Regions from separate parts of the Anas platyrhynchos genome. Here region 1 is linked to region 2. The links are chromatin contacts, called in public Hi-C maps. All regions are on one chromosome and are shown on one strand. Each heading gives the region's core, a stretch centred on a gene start, on an enhancer-like site or on the middle of the called end of the contact. The rest is flanking DNA. Distances are from core to core; before and after follow the strand shown.

Region 1 (2,827 bases), core at 55-2,554, 110 kb before region 2:
ACTTAATACCAAGTTTCAGACATTTCACAGTTACCACTGAATGCTTTTTTTTACCAAGCTGAGCCTTAGCTCTTAGTTATAGTACATATTGTTCTGAGTTTGATTGTACCCAACCACCATATCATAGCAAAAAGATTCTGTTTTACCACAGCAGGACTCCCATCCTTTTTCCTGAATCCCATGGCTACTTCTTTTCAAAGTAGAAATGATAAAAAGAATAAAAGGAATATGTAAACAGAGCTTGGTGTACATTACTCTTTGGTTAACCAACAGCAAACCTCCCATTCAAAATTATAAGGATTATTCACCAAACATGCTAATTTTTTTCTAATGTTCCCTGAAATGAAACACGGAGATCTGTCTGAACACTGTGGGAAAAGAGAATAAAACTTCGGATTTGAGGACTACTATTTCCAGAAATTACGCTAATGATATTTTGCCAGTAAGCTGAGGTTCTTTGATGAAGTAACAGCCAAAATGTTAAGAATGCTGCTGTTCATGGAGTGCAGTCGCTTGGCTAAGGAAGGCCACTTCTCCATCTGAATGATGCTGTGAAGTACCTGGCTTTCATAAAACTGTGACACTAATGACAGCAAGGACCATTATTAGCCAGGTTGGAGGCAGAACTATTTAGGTAGCTGAACTGCTTGAAGACCCGATCTGTGACTATCGGACTAGTCACGGATGGCTGGAAATGACTTTTGGAAGCTAAGAAATCCTTCGCAGGTTCTCATATTTGCTGCCAGCACTTCCTCAGGCAAACACCATCACATTCCTTGATTTAAAATAAATAAATAAATAAAACCAAAGCAAATTACGATAACCCAACAGCTAGCTAGGGAAACCAACTAAATTGGTTCTTATCTGCATTTTCACATTGCACGTTCCTTCAGGCCCGCTTTTGCTTGGCTTTGAGTTATGGGGGCACACAGCTCCAACACCACAACTGCGTAGAAACCTGTTAAGTTGATACGCCGATTGGATATATAAGCTTTAGGGGAATTAAAAATGCATATATTTGAGGGCTGTTGTGCTTTTTTTTTTAAATAACAAGCCCACACCCCGCCACACACGGCGGCTTCTCCCCGCGGCTCGGGGCCTCTCCCAGACGAGCCCCCGGCGCTGCCGCCATCCCCTCCCCGCCTCACCTGAGGGCGGCCCCCGCCGGCGGCCCCCTCCCGCCGCCCGCCGCCACAGGCAGTAGCAGGCGGCGGCCCCCAGCACCAGCCCGGCCGCCGCCGCCCTCACCGCCGCCCCCCGCCGCTCCCCCATCGCCCCGGCCGCGGAAGCAGCCGCCCCATCCGGCACCGCCCCGCAGCCGGGGGGAGCCGAGGGGGCTGAGGGAGGTGGAGGGAGCTGAGGGAGATGGAGAAGGTGAAGGGAGCTGATGGGAGCCGGGCATTGCCGTACCTCAGCGCAGCTTCGGCTTTAGCGGCGCCCAGCAGCCGCGAAGAGCCTTTGCGAGAGACTTGGGAGAAAAAGGAGAACGCACTTTTTTATTACTGTTATTTTTATTCTTAACTATGCGTCTATTTACAGAGACCACTAAAAACAAACCTAATAAAGTCTTAACAAAATACACCCAACGCATTAGAAATAAACGCGTTTGAAAATATGCGCCCCGGGGGTGCTGCTGGCCGCCCCCTCTCCCTGCCGGCGTTCCTTTTACTCCTTTTACTCCTTTTACTCCTTTTACTCCTTTTACTCCTTTTACTCCTTTTACTCCTTTTACTCCTTTTACTCCTTTTACTCCTTTTACTCCTTTTACTTCAGACACCGAGCGGGGCAGCCCCGGCCATGGCGCCCCCAGCCCCACAGGGCCCGCGGCCATGGCGCCCCTCAGCACCTCGGGGCCTGCCTCGAGTAATGGCGGCGGCATTGCCTCAGCTCCGCGGCCGAGCCGGGCCCCGGGGAAAGCGGGACCCTGAGCTTCCCCCTCAGCTCGGAGGGAAGGGAGCACCGAGCTGCTTGGGCACCCTCCGAGATTTGATTAATTTTTTGGGGTTTGGTTATGGAAATGCTTTTAGATTTCAGGAGGAAAGTGCTCAGCGCCTGCGTGCTTTCCTTCTTGCTGAGCGCTGCGCGCTGTTTGCGTTTTTTATGGCCTGTCAAAAATGGTATTGTGCCACGTTTTGGGTGTTGGTGGTATTGACACAGGAGGAAATACATTTCCATGAAACATTAGGGTGTAAAACCATGTCACAACACGAAGAGCTACAGAGGAAACAGTTTGTATTTCCAGCTTCAGCATTCTTCCCTATTCTCTGTATTTCTTTGGTTTCTTCCCTTTTTACCTATGCCAATTTCACCTCTGTCTAGTTCAAAATCTGCAGCAGCCCTTTTGCAGCTTCCTTAAACAACGACAATACAAAAAAAAAAAAACAGTTTAAGAGTCATCCTGATACTTCAGGTACCAAAAATAGACCCCACTTGGAAGCAGCTATTACAGCCAGGATTTCCATGGAAACACTAATAAAAAATCCTGAGCCAATTAGAATAATTATGGAGCAGCACACCAAGCAGACTGAGTACCTCTCAAGAGAATCCTTCTCTTGATCATTCTTTATTTATTTATTTATTTTATTTTGTTTTAAGCTCAGAAGAACATAAGATGTATCATGCATATGGCGTATTTCTTGATTCAGCACTTCAAAAATAGCTGTATTTTACATTTCCAAGCAAAAGTTATAAATACCTTTATAGCAGTAGTGGCATTAATAAACTAAAAATGACAGAACTCAGGTTCAGATTAAAGGGAATTTCTTAAGGGAAAGAGCCAGTTATAAAATTAGCCTCTGTCAGGTCTTTTCATCTTTTTTTTTTTTTT
Region 2 (2,933 bases), core at 72-2,571:
AATTCATTTTTTTCTGTATTTTTGACATCTCTAATGAAATTCTAACAAGCAGAGACCTTAAAAAAAACATAAATTTAGATTGCATCCGCCCTAGAAATGTTTCACACCAAATACTCTGCTACTCCCTCAGTCACCAGCATTGACTCTGACAAAGTGTAAAACTGCTGTGGCATATACCCAAGGCAACAAATAAAAGCCACTGTCATTCTAGACTCTATAATCTAAGCCTTTTCTGAAGGTATTTAAGCAACCTGCAGTGCACCCTGCCAACTTAAGCAGTGCTATTGTTGCTATCAGCATGACAAAAGTAAGAGCTAGCCATGATTTAAGGAAAAAAATATACATTCTATACAGTTTGGGTACAAAATGCCTGCCTAGTGGCATTCTTGAGCAGGAAAATGAAAGCCTGAAGCAAAAAGCTACATCTATTACTATGTTATGGTTTTGACTATATTAATATTTAAGATAAATACCTAGTGAGACATCTTATTAAAAACAAGCTCACTGATCAACTTATCTTATTTACCAGACACAAGTACCTTTCTTAAAAATGCACAGCAGGAAGAAGAAAATTCATCGCAGTACACAATAAAAAGAAATATTGAGTCAGCTAATGACTATAAAAACCACTACCAGTATAATAGATATTTGTTTCAGAACAACCCAAGTTAAGGAGTCAGACTGCTCAAGTAAAAGACTAAAATATATTCTAGATGGGGAAGCAGGAAAAAATAGGGTTGCTCTTCTGCTGAGACGAAATATGTTTTCAATCTCAAATTATTTAACTTTTATGATTTTTTTGGCAGAACATAGATGTTTGGCTCTGTTAAATAAGTGATATAGAAAAGTCCCTGTGGCACAGATTAGCTAATGACTCCCCAGTCAAACAGATTTGATTATTTTTGTCCGTCAAGTCACCAGCTTTTCTGGGAAAACTCCCTCCCTTCAGAGTAAAGCCTTGGGAGTTACAGTTTCTGACCACATGCTCAAGCTCCCGCAGACTCTTATGCTTTAAAGAAAAAAAAAGGATCAGTCCATCATCACAAATCAGACTTGATTTCACACCTGACCGTACTTTCCAGATGAAAACTAACACCTTGCTATGTTTAAATAAGACAAAAACAACTCCTTCCACACATTCTATTTTTCTTGGCTTTGTTTTTCTGTGTGTTATTCTGTTCAACCATTTTACTAATACCTTCTCCATTTTCACACCCTTAAAATATTTTCTACATTTTTAGTGTCTTCTACCACATCCTTCCCTTCCCCACCTCCAGGAGGGGGCTGGAAATGCTGACAGAGCCATAACTACATAATGATGACTACATCTGATGGAAGAAACACCTCAGGTGGTCACACAGGGGAGATGTAAGGCAAACTGATGATTAACAGAAGTGGCCAATTGAGAAAAGAAGTCTCACACTATCCTTTCTAACTACACATTTTTTTCTAATGAGCAGTAATGTGAGCCAGAACTGTTCCATAGCTGCAAATTCCTGTTAAAATTACTCACTTTGAATTCCTACAGTTTTGCAACCATAAGACTAGCTTCTAGCAGTACTACATACTGTATAAATATTGATAATCACAAAGAAGCACTTCAGATTAATCTGCATGAAGTTTTATTGCTTCAGAAGGACAGCATGCCTGAAAAAAAACACACCACCAAAAAAAAACCCACAAAAAACAACAATTGAATGATTCTAAAATTTCAAAGCAAAACCGTTACATTTCTCATTGTCATGTACATCTACATCTCATGATTTTTCTACCATACATATTTTGATCAGCACCACTAAGACAGGATCTGAAACAAACTCCCTTGACTCCACTGGTGTAACAAACTACTTTGGAACAAACGACTAAGCAACACCAAGTCTAATTTAAAGATGATCACCATGCTAGTAGGTTGCAAACAGCATGAATCCACAGTGGTCAAAGCACTCCCCCTAGATAGCACTGAATCTTTTTCACTGGTAGAAAGCAAGGATTCCAATTTCCAAATCCTTCCAGTGGAAGCCCTCTACGGGAAGATATAACAGGCATTAAGAAGGCTGTAAATTATCTCTGCTCTTTTATTTTCTGTGATCGCTAGTGGCTTAGGATGGATCCCAACTCCCCTAACTAGTAAAAAGGCCCAAAGGAACTAATAATCGGCCAGTACTGATGGTCCAACTGTGGCATGAGAGCATGTCAAACATTACCCACTCTGCTTTACGCTAGGAGGTCTTGTTGGGATGAAATAATGTTCATAAAGAAATAGCAATAAATAGCTCAGCTACAGCAGCCTCAGGGCTCCTTTGTACACAAAAAGGACGGCTAGCATCCACTGCAAAGAAATGCAGGTAATGTTCACAGCTTTTGGAAAATCCAATGGCGAGTTACTTAATTTTCAACAGGAAGTTAAAAACAGCTCACGGCTGACTCTACACAAGTCACCATATAATCTCAGAGCCCAATCTACAAGGCATGCAATAGCACTAAATGGCACTCTGCAGAGGCAATTCCGGACTACTGGAACTTAACAGCCTGGTCTCAGTTCTATCTTTGGCTAGTGAGAGCTACAAGAACTCTTTCTGCTTCTTCCCAGTGCTGCTGGTTTTAAGGGTAGTTAGTGATTTTGACAGCCTTCTGCATGCATCCAAGCTACTTCCAGCCTTGCCTCCACATGTTCATGTATCAATACTTCTGACTGAATGAACCCTACCTAATGCAACCAGATGCATGGGTATTATGACTGAACATTCAAATTGAGCCTAAGAACCAGACTGGGTGTGAAAACTACTCTTATGTAAAGGATCCTAACTGCACTATCCTAAATAATGGAGAATTGACAACTCACGTTAAGAAACAAAACCAGATTAGCATAGCACGAGGCTTGTCTCATACTGCCACCTGCTGAAAAAGGCAAGCTACTTCTCTAAAACTTTCTG

What was found. A called contact is a pair of places that touch in the nucleus more often than the background predicts.
Region 1: a contact with region 2 is called in a Hi-C map of F1 follicle, with 3 times the contacts expected there. The contact joins the promoter of ARMC10 here to the enhancer-like site in region 2. A contact is called at or near these places in 3 of 8 Hi-C or Micro-C datasets (F1 follicle, liver and subcutaneous adipose tissue).

Annotation. Positions count from the first base shown.
Region 1 is chr1:13,199,501-13,202,327 of IASCAAS_PekinDuck_T2T, reverse strand. It overlaps ARMC10 (armadillo repeat containing 10), which reads right to left and starts at 1,304. Exons shown (of 6, transcript XM_027459555.3): 1 at 1,149-1,304. The coding sequence starts at 1,272.
Region 2 is chr1:13,092,534-13,095,466 of IASCAAS_PekinDuck_T2T, reverse strand. All of the region lies in intron 3 of FAM185A (family with sequence similarity 185 member A), which reads right to left. Among named protein-coding and RNA genes, the nearest start is that of FAM185A, 22 kb to the right of the region's middle. Within about 2 kb of position 1,321, at least 2 of the 8 cell types and tissues checked have an H3K27ac peak or open chromatin away from gene starts, as enhancers often do. A contact at or near this core is called in subcutaneous adipose tissue, where this site is marked.